Linked DNA regions of Danio rerio: region 1 is linked to region 2. The links are chromatin contacts, called in public HiCAR-type maps. All regions are on one chromosome and are shown on one strand. The core of a region is the stretch at or near the end of the contact, and the rest is flanking DNA. Distances in the headings are between cores, read along the strand shown.

Region 1 (5,779 bases), core at 689-3,188, 290 kb after region 2:
ATCTTATTTGAATTTAAAGTGACAGACACCAAAATGGCACAATTTGGATTACAGTCTAAAACAAGTAATTTAAAATAGTTATAAAACATTATTTGTGTGGTATTTTGAGCTAAAAGATCACATTACATCAGACATATTTAGCATCTTGTTAACATCTAGGGCATGTGTGTTCACGGCCGGATAGACATCATACGATGGCAAATTGGTCGACATCGCCCAACCCTAATATATATGTATGCATGTGCGATCACCACACACAAGCTATAGGCGTAGTGGAGAGACAGTGATAGAGCCAGTTCAGTGGATAGAGATGACTGGGAGGCCATGATGGTTAAGGGCCGAAGGGGAATTTAGCCAGAACATCCCTACTCTTTATGAGGATGGGATTTGTAATGACCACAGAGAGTCTGGACCTCGGTTTATCGTCTCATCCGAAAGATGGCACCCACGGACCGTTTAGTGTCCCCTTTTTTAGAAAGCACTCTCCACTGTGTTCCAAATTATTATGCATATTTTTTCAAGTGTTTCAATTAAAGTCATGGCTGGTATTGACCTTATTCTAAAATGCGGAAGGGCACCTGTTTTCGCGATTGTCTTAGAACTTCCGATTCAGTTGCCTATGGGAGAAATGACTAGGAATAATAAATGGCAGAAAACGGACAAACTTGCTCTACAAACAAATGTTTGCATGACTATACAGACCAAGTAGAATATTATAATAAGAAAATATCCAATTGTAACAACAAGCAGCGTAGCAACCAGTTTTTAACGTCAAAAAATTAATGGAAGTGAATGAGACCGGAAGTCTCAAGCCAAAAAGATTCAAATGGCAGCGCCTACTCGTCGGCGGAGAATTAGGTGAATTGTCGCAGTGCTCTTTCAATAACTAAAATCAGACCCCTGTGATAATTAGATTGCTAGGTGAGCCCAATTAAAGGAAAACTACTTAAGAAGGACATTCCATGTTTTTATGAAGACCTCAGGTTTCAAGCAATATGGGTAAGAAACTGAATCTCTTTGCAGCTGAAAAGCATTAAATAGTGCAATGCCTTGGACATGATATGAAAGCATAAGGTATATAAACAAAAACATTAACCATGATCATATTCTGAAAATGCAGCTCCTTAATTGACATTACAAAGCAGCAAACAGATATTTGAACCTGACAATGCACCATCTTAAGGTGTAAATAATACCTCTGTGGCATTGCATGCTATGGGCAAAAAAGGAAAGAAACTCATAGAGTGGTCACTACCCTCTTTGGATGTTTATGATTAAATTGGCATTTGATTTGAATAAATGTGACCTAGTGCAGCAAATTCAACAAATTACCATTTTCATTTCTTTATGATCCATAAAAATACCTACTTTTATCATTGGTATGTAAGTTCAATAAAATTCAAATTATACCTTTGATGACTTGAAAATTGTATACTGATTGTCATTTGCATCACTAATAAGAAAACCAGACGAATATAACATGTTTCATGTAATGTTTATTTTTATTCTAATTCAGCTTTATTTCATTTAATGAAAACCATATTTATATGTGTAGAAACAGCACTGCACTTTCTAGTATGGCCGAAATACATTGGATTTGATGTAACTATAGCTTCATTAAACTGAACTGAACTTCAGTTTATGGTTTAACTGCTCAAATAACAACCTAATTCTCATGCAACTTCTAAACTTTATTTGACCTCATCCCTTATTTAACCTTTATTTTCTGCACACAGATGGAGGCTTTTCTCCAGCAGAAACAGGCTGAGCAGGATAAACAGCTGAAACAGCGAGAGACAGAGTTAAGAAGAGAAGCTCATATTGAGCTAGACATTCAAAGACAGAAAAACCTGGAGCTGCTTAACAAATACCAGAATGAAATCCAGCAACAACAAAACAAGGTACAAACAGCTGATGTCTGGCACTCCCATGTGACCTCCATGTCTTGATCGTGGGACAGTAATGTTGCTGATCTGAGTAATAGTTCATCTACAGGGTGTCAATAACTATCAATGAGTCGATTTATTTTGTGAAGCAAAAACTATATTACAACAAATATGTCAAGGTTACCAAGATTTAGAAAAGGAAACCGAAGTACTTCACCATAGTTTCAAATTTAGTATCAAAATGTCTTCTTGGACATCCTTATTTGATTATATTTAATATAAACCTGGGACAAGAACAAACATGTTTGACTAGCTTGGGGTACATGAACACAAGACTCAAGTCACGCTCTCAGTTTCCCACTGGACTAATTATTTAACTCTCTGGTACATCGATTATTAAACCATAACAGAGACAATATTTTTTATCTCTTACTTAAGCCTTACTTTTTCAACTCAAGAATAGAATAATGTATAAACAATTCCACAGCAATAAGTTTTTATTTTCTTGAGTAATTAATCTAATTTGTGAGCAGAAAATAATGCTGTTTCATATTTCAATATCAAAAAAAATAGATGATTATTGATTTAGTCCAGTATACTAACTTTAACAGCGTTTAATGTTTGCCCCATTTTAATCTACTGCTCCATGTGTCTGTGTCCATGTCTTTCTCCCAGAAATTTCTGATTACTGTCTGTCCTTTCTAGCCTGATACTGTGTGTGTGTGTGTGTGTGTGTGTGTGTGTGTGTGTGTGTGTGTGTGTGTGTGTGTGTGTGTGTGTGTGTGTGTGTGTGTGTGTGTGTGTGTGTAGCCAGAGGAAGATCAGTGAAGGCAGCTCTATTGGTCCAGAAATGATGTTGAGAGGTTTTGTCTGTCTGCATGCCATAGCGAGGGTTTGCTTGGCAAGTCTGTTATGGGTAGCGAATTTTGGATGGGGACAGTGCTTCAGGACAGGTTGCTGGGATGTCAAAACAAACATGCTAACTAACTAGCTAACCAAGTGTCTATCTGTTAGGGAGGTGCATCTTTTAATTGTGGCCCCTTCTTATATCTTGATGCATAGTGAACAATACAGCAAGTCCTTATGATGTATTAAGATCCACAGTATCCAGAATATTGTCAGCATAGCACCAAGTTACCCAACTCAATGCAGAATTAATTGTGTATCTTAGACTGTTTGAAGCCCCAAAGAAGTGCACCTGCAGAGACTGTTGCATGCCCAGTGCGAAGCATAGGGGTGGATCAGTGATGGTTTGTCTCATAATATCATGGCATTCTTTTGTGCTAGATGGGCACGTGACTACCATGGTCAACCAAACCATTCTGGAGGACCATGTGCACCCAATGATTCAAACATTGTATCCTGAAGGTCTTGCTGTGTGTCAGGCTGATAATGTACCAATACACACAGTAAGACTGGTGACAGAGTGGTTTGATCAACATGACTGTGAACATCTCCTGTGGCCAGCACAGTCACCATAGCTAAATATCATGAAGCTACTTTGGGGTATTTTGGAGGATTGAGTCAAGAAATGTATCACATAGTAACCTGGCCACTATTCTGCATGAAGAATGGCTCAAAATCTTTCTGGCCACTGTGCAGGACTTGTATCTGTCATTCCAAAGATGAATATATATACATATTGGTTTTTTGCTACTCATGGCTATAGGTCCAGACAGAATCTGCGGACATTTTTTGCTGTTTATGCAGATAATTTAGTAAAAAAAAAAAACACCAGATTTATGCGGAATGGTTTTAGGACTATCATAACTAAAAACTTAATTTCTGAGATCAACAAATAATACATTTTTACCTTTTATTTAGGGCCAATCCCAATTCTACCATTATAGATATTATGACATTATATATGCCTTTGGTGATTTCCTGTAGATAAATACCAAAGAATAACACAACTGGAATTACTCCAGCAGTGGCGATCGTCTGATCTCATATGAAGCAAGAAATCGTGAGGACATATAATGACGTGTGCAGGTACTGTAGTGCTGTCCCAATTCTTAGGGGTACATTTTGAAGCCCTTCCCCTTAAACCTTGGTTGTAAGGGCAAAGGGGAAAGGGGAAGGGGTAGGGATACAAAAATAGAATTGGCATTGGGCCATAATATTTACAGTACAATGCAAATCCAATTAGATGCACTTATTTGTTAAACAAAGCAAGTCTCTTATATAATATCTCTACTAAAAGACAGAAAAAAATACTTTAAAAACTGTATTGTAAATAAATCATATGAACATTTTAATAATATTATTATTATTATTATATTACAATGCTATCCGTAAAATGAATAAAAACTGAATAAATATACATTTGCACACATTTACACAAGTCGATGGGCTAAAAATCTGCGAAGATTGCGGATTTCTGCGCAGATACCATGTGGGCCTACGCATCGCATAACAGATTACAAAGGTATTAGTTTTACCTGAATAAGAGCCAAAGTAAATTATAGTAGGGTTGTCTTAAGGTAGCATCAGTTTGATTGATAATCTGATTTACACTAGTTTATTATAATTTTTTTTGTCGGTTTAGTCCCTTTATTAATCCGGGGTTGCTACAGCGGAATGAACCGCCTCTTTCACACATACACTACGGCCAATTTAGTTCATTCAATTCACCTGTAGCGCATTACTTTGTACTGTGGGGGAAACCGGAGCACAAGGAGGAAACCCACGCCAGCACGAGGAGACCATGCAAACTCCACACAGAAATGCCAACCGGGGGTTGAACCAGTGACCTTCTTGCTGTGAGGCGATAGTGCAACCCGCTGCACCATCGTGCCGCCCCGCACTATATACTATTTTTCTTTTTTAGAATGTAGCATTATTACTGAGGTGCAACTGTCTATTTGCACCAAGAATAGCATCTAAATACACTTATTGGAAATAAAACTACTTTTTTTTTTTTTTTTTACATATAGTACAAATATATAATACTGTATATTTATTTAGTGTAAGTAGCATAATCCTCAATTGTGTAAATGACATCTGTCACTATTGTGCTTGGTTTAAATGTTATCTCTGCCTAATGTCTACATATTGTAATTGTGCTATTTCCACCTAGTACTATAGTGCTATTTCCACCTAACTTTTTTTTTTTTTTTTTGCACATAGTGCAAATCAGATCTTTACTATTTGTGCTTAGCATTGCTTTTTACATTCATAGCTATATTGGACTTAACATAAATACAATAAATAAACATTTCACATATGAATTTTTTATCTGAAAGGAAAGAGGAAAGAGGTTTCTTTTTTAAGACTACATCTTATCTAAAATTTCTCTGAAGTGTAGTCAGAAGGATGATATGGAAGTCAGTGGGGTTGCGAGGGGGAGGGCTTTGGGGGCTTAAGCCACTGATGTAATGTCAAAAGCCGTTGATCTTTTGGAATATGTTGCACTTAAAAAAAAAAAAAAAAAAAACATTTATTTTGATATCGAAGTCCTTAAAATTAACATTTACATCACGCGCTCCACTTAACGCAGCGTTTGTGTCATGTAATTAGTCAGCTATTCAGCAGTACCTGTTTCTACCGGCAGGTGGGAATGGCACTGTTGTCACAAAATCCCGTCATCATAATTCATTCATTATTTTGAGGAGCTGATGCTAATGAGGTAATACAACTGTTTCGCAAAACTGAATAGTTCTAACTACTGATGAAGCTTAATATTTGTTTTCATAGTAAAACATGTCTGTAGTTTTGGTAAAATAAAATAACTATTCGGGGGGTGGGAGGGGGCTAAGCCCCTTATCCCTTTTGACCCTAGCAATGCCCCTGATGGAAATACAGATGTATGTAGTTGCAGTCATCAAATATTTATTTATTTATTTATTTAATGCAAACTGTATTTTCATGTCTTTACATTTATCACTCTAGAT
Region 2 (5,136 bases), core at 657-3,156:
ACTGATCTGTACAGATACAGAAGAATAGGCCTAGTTCAGGGATTTCCAACCTTCATTTAAATTTGGTTGTGTAAATGACTTTTTCAATTGTGAAACAAAGGTCTGGAGCCCATTCTAAGCACCTACATGAACACAAATGGTTGTGTTTTATTATGAGTCATGTACCAGATTTATTGTCAGTTTTCTTTAAAAGTTCTGCCTCTTAAGTCATGTAATGGCCAAAGGTTTGTTTACCTGCAGAGTATTTGCTGGCTTTCGTAAATGCTTTGACTTTGACTTCTTCTTTTACTGTTAAACTGGCTTTTAAAGGTTACCGTAGTGTAATAATTTACTTTATTTAGTTTATTCAAGGCAATTTATCATCGCTGGATAATGTTTTTAAATGCTCGTTGCTCCCTGTCCTTTTATATCTAACCAAGTCAAATGAGGGTGTGTGTGTACTGGCTGATCTCAGCGTGAATCATCAGGCAGTTACAGGTCATGGTCACCGTGACGATGAACACTGCCTTATGATTGGGTCAGGGGGACATCAAAGTGACGGAGCGCTTTAGCCGGGCTTACAGGAAGAGCAGAACAGGTTATTCACCCGTGACTCCACCTCACAGGTAAGGGAGAGATAAAGAGAGGTAAAACTGGCTTATCCACAGCTCATCTCTCTCTTCTTCTCTGTGTTTTCCTTAACACCATTTAATTACACTCTGTGCATCCTGATTATTGGCTACCCATTCATGTTCTTCTATGTAGATCAGATTGAATCCTTTGTGTCCACTCATTTTTTTCTACTTTCAGAATTGAGCCACAGAGATGGACTAGATAATTCTAGAGCTTCATAAGTAGGTTGTGCTGATGAGTGCAGAGGGAATCAGTGTTTGCACTTAATTTAATGGCTGGGAGATTATTTTTAGTGTTTGAGAGGGAAAGAGGCATAAAGGACAAGAGGTTTGAAGCTGTCTGGTGGTCCTGTGTGTGTATGGGCTGACCGCAGTTTTGTCTGTGAGGCAGGGTAAGGGGACACTGGGATTTCTATTGTTGTCACCATGCTATTACTCAGTCCGTCAGGCGCTCTGATGGATAATGGTCTCCATGGTTACCCAGTGCACAGGTGGTCGACTCAGGTTCGGCATGCCATGCTTGAAAAAGAAGCGAGCACTTGTGTGAAAATGAAAAGTGTGTGTGGGTGAGCCACTGTGAATCCTAGCTTGTCAGGAAAGCCGCCACAAATGTGTGTGTATGTGTGTGCGCGCTGCAGAGAAACACATCTTACTGGGTGTCGCATACCTTGATGCACTCCCAAAAGAAAAAGGTAACATGAGCTGATCAGCATTACACAAATTCACATGTGTTTGTGTAAAAGCGCACCATGTCGTGAAATGGAAGCTACGCTACGATACTTTCCATTGTCGGCTTTACAGGTTGCTATAGATAATTACATCTGCAAAATGATGTAATAAATGACACAAATGGAGTACCGAGAGAGCTCTATCTGTTCTGAGACGCGGTGTAATTCTCTTGACTCAATCTCATTTCATGTTGTCTTTACCTCCTGGTGCAGTCACTTCTCTACCCATTCCTCCGTAATCCCAGAATGCCCTGTTCTTTCATTATTGTACCTCATTGTACAAGCAGAGAGTTCTGGACAAAGAACAAGCATTGAGAAGAGAAAGAACAGAAAGAAACAGACTAAGCTCTAAAGAGCTTGTTCATTTACCAAGAACCAGTTTTCTCTCGTCTGTTTTGTTGTTGATGTTTTCACTTGGGGAAGTGATAGCCATCGTTTCTCGCTAATGGCTTTTGTTTGCTCCTGCTTTAGATGCAGGTGGAGGGAAAGTGCGGTGTCCACACACACTACCCTTCTCAGTCCCCGTGCCCTGAGGACAGATGTTGGCACTGTCGAGCGTATCTCTGCTGCTGTATTGAGCGCAGATGACTAAGCATGAGTCAGCAGCACCCTGGAGCGAAACTAGCAACACAGTGATTCCTGCAGAAGGAGATTTGGGTTGTGAAACTCACAAGTGGCTGCAGTTCGGTTAAGAAACTCCAGCTCTGGCCCGTCTTGAGTTTTGCATCTGTGGATCAGTGAATGTTTGTTGTGTTAGGCACAGTGCTTTTATTTTGGTATGTCAGGGCGGACATTTTGTACATAAATTCTAGGGGGTCTGATCATGTTGTTTCCCTTATTCTCGGCTCAGCTGCTTTCAGGAAAAAGATTTGTGTCATTCAGTAAAACCTTTTCTGCTTCTTACAAGTGAGGAAAGATACAAATGAGGAATTTCTCAATTGTCACAAATGTTTTCTGCTTCTCACGCTTTCTCCTGAGAAAAAGAGCTATGTTTTGTCCAAGGCTTTTTAGAATTGTCAACGTGCCACATTCTATTAAACCATTAAATGATTTTATCTACTTAAACATTTTGACTTCTTGATTAAAACTACTAGTAGTAATTAAAAATAGGAGTAGTAGTAATAACTGAAATAAAGCTTTACTGAAGTTATTTTTAAATATTATATAAAAACATGAACCAAAATAATACAAGTAAAATAATAGCATGATTGTAATATAACTAATTATAATATGAATAAAAAAGACTTGTTTATAGTGGCAAAAACATATAATATAGCTAAACTATATTATAAACATTGAATTGACAAGAATAGGAGACCATTTAGCTTAAAATCATCCTAGTCTTAGCAGGGATTTTTGTTTTTTATGCTCTTCCCATGTTTCATAAATTGTCAAATTTGTGTCCTAGAAATTTTCGAAGATATAACCAATCAGCGAGATGCAGTCAAAACATCTTCACTTTAACATACACTACCCATCAAAAGTTTGGAATCAACATGATTTTTAAATGTTTTAAAAATCCCCAAGGCTGCATTTATTTAATCAAAAATACAGTATAAATGGTAAAATAGTAAAATGTTACTAAAATGTTATTTTAATTTGAAACTACATACAATATGTATTCAATAAGTAGTTATTTCAATTTTGTATAAATATTTAAAAATTTAACATTAATTTTAGATTCATTAAATGCCCTCTTGATTAACAGAATAAAAAAAAAACAGGAAAAAAAAATCTCACTACGAAACTAGTGTTTCTAGAGAAACTGTTGATGTTGTTGTGTCGTTTTCTGCAGATCTGTGAGAATGAGGATCATTTTTGACAACGTTGTCTAATGTATTTTTAGTATGTTGCCGTGTAAGCGAACATAAAGTTGCTAGCTTCGATTTCTTTAGCTTTTTTTTTCCAGAGCCATCAGTTCTGTTCTCTCCATGTTGGCTTTTCCCCTCTGAGCCAATGAATGTTTTCCAGACATGCGATAACACAAACAGTTCTCCTGATGCTGGATTTGTGAGTAACAATTGTGTTCTGAAGGACATTAACGCCTTCAAATGGTTACGTTTGGCTGTTATTATTGGACTGGTGTTATCTAGTGCTTTGGCTCTGACGGCCAGATGGAAGTACTGAAACTGTTTTGTTCTGGTCTACAGCACGGGAGATGGTCTATCTGTTGGGTTTTACGTTGGCTGAGCCGGAGGCCGTGTGCTTGGGCAGAATGTGTGTTTGTGTGCCCGGAACTGTCTGTGAAAGACAGGCTGTCCCGAACACGCTGCGTTAGACTGATCCTGGGTGTGTATGATTGAAGCCCACGGTGTTCCAGTCGAGAGGACATAATGTGTGTCTTTTTCTATGAAAAAGTGAGATGGGATCGTTTCGGTCGATTTTGGGGTCTTGATCTTAAAAGAATAGTTTTCTGGAATGATAAGTTTGTCGAAACATTCACTCACTTTCTCACACTGTTTTTTTACATAGTGAATGACCAAAAAATTCAAAACAACAGCAAAAATCTTATGAAGCGACCCTATTTCTAAATTGCGAAAACACATTTAAATTAAAAACACACAATTGTTTAATTATTTAATATTTATTTTCAATTCCAGTAAATTGTTAAGCTAGGCAATTCTGAATGGGTGATTTTGTGAAAAGGTGTCATTTCAGTTTTATTTATAGAATATATAATATTCAATACATTGAATATGGGGTGAGATGTTTACTCAGTGTTTAGCACTCACAGCAAGAAAGTAGCTAGTTTAAGTCCCGGCTGGATCAGTTGGCATTTCTGTGTTTACATGTTCTCCCTGTGTTTGCGTGGGTTTCCTTCGGGTGCTTCAGTTTCCCCCAAAGTCCAAAGACATGCGCTATTGACCTTATTTAGCGATATGGGAGTGCACTCGTTTTTGTTTTAGAACTTCTGAATCAGTTGCCTATGGGAGAAATGACTAAGAATACTAAACGGCAGTAAACAGTCAAACTACTTGCTCTACAAACAAGTGTTTGCATGTTTATAAAGACTAAGTAAAATAATATAATAAGAAATATAAGTTTGCAACATCAAGCAGCATAACAAACTGTTTTTAACCTCTAAAAATGAATGGAAGTGAATGAGACCGGAAGTCTCGAGCCAAAAAAAATTTTAAATGGCTGTGTCTGCTTGTACACAAAGAATAAAGTAAATAGGTAAATTAAATAAACTAAATTGGCTGTTGCGTATGTTTGTGCATGTGAGCGTGTATGGTAGTTTGCCAGTACTGGGTTACAGCTGGAAGGGCATGCACTGCATTAAACAACCCCTAATAAACAAGCAACTAAGCCGAAGCAAAATGAATGAATGAATGAATGAATGAATGAATGAGTTCTGTTATATGCTTTTGCATTTCTTTCTTTCCTTCTTTCCAAATTTAGTTTTGGTTATTAATTTCCAGTGTTATCGTGAAGTGAGCAACAATCTCAACCAAAAGTGTGATTTATTTGCAAATCAGATGTTTATATGTGTAGTTTTGAGTTGTATCAGTCATATGGATTGGAACAACACGAGATTTATGACAGAATCTTGTTTTCAGATTGTTGTTACTCTTTAACTTGTTTACGTAATGGTCTTAATTTTGCCAAGGACTGCCAGGAAACCCTGTTAGACATCAGTGTGTGTGGGAGTCTCATGGTGGTTGTGTTTTCTGTGTGAGTGGCTGGTTCACGGTAATGTATACGTGGTCTGCTGACGCAGTTCAGTAGGTCAGTTAACACAGCAATGATAAGCATCTTCGTCCCTCTCTCAATTTTGTTCACACAGGCACATGAAC

Evidence for each region. HiCAR-type assays count read pairs that join an accessible place to other places.
Region 1: a HiCAR-type map of caudal fin shows a contact between it and region 2, with 6 times the contacts expected there. The contact joins two enhancer-like sites. A contact is called at or near these places in 1 of 18 Hi-C or Micro-C datasets (an unstated tissue) and 1 of 4 datasets of contacts at active chromatin or transcription factors (caudal fin).

The regions. Positions count from the first base shown.
Region 1 is chr18:37,818,018-37,823,796 of GRCz12tu, forward strand. lekr1 (Leucine-, glutamate- and lysine-rich protein 1) reads left to right here. Exons shown (of 13, transcript XM_073929990.1): 11 at 1,737-1,901; 12 at 5,778-5,779. Among named protein-coding and RNA genes, the nearest start is that of si:ch211-195m9.3, 190 kb to the right of the region's middle. Within about 2 kb of position 1,939, at least 1 of the 62 cell types and tissues checked has an H3K27ac peak or open chromatin away from gene starts, as enhancers often do. A contact at or near this core is called in caudal fin, where this site is marked.
Region 2 is chr18:37,527,730-37,532,865 of GRCz12tu, forward strand. All of the region lies in intron 2 of tiparp (TCDD-inducible poly(ADP-ribose) polymerase), which reads left to right. Among named protein-coding and RNA genes, the nearest start is that of tiparp, 14 kb to the left of the region's middle. Within about 2 kb of position 1,907, at least 22 of the 62 cell types and tissues checked have an H3K27ac peak or open chromatin away from gene starts, as enhancers often do. A contact at or near this core is called in caudal fin, where this site is marked.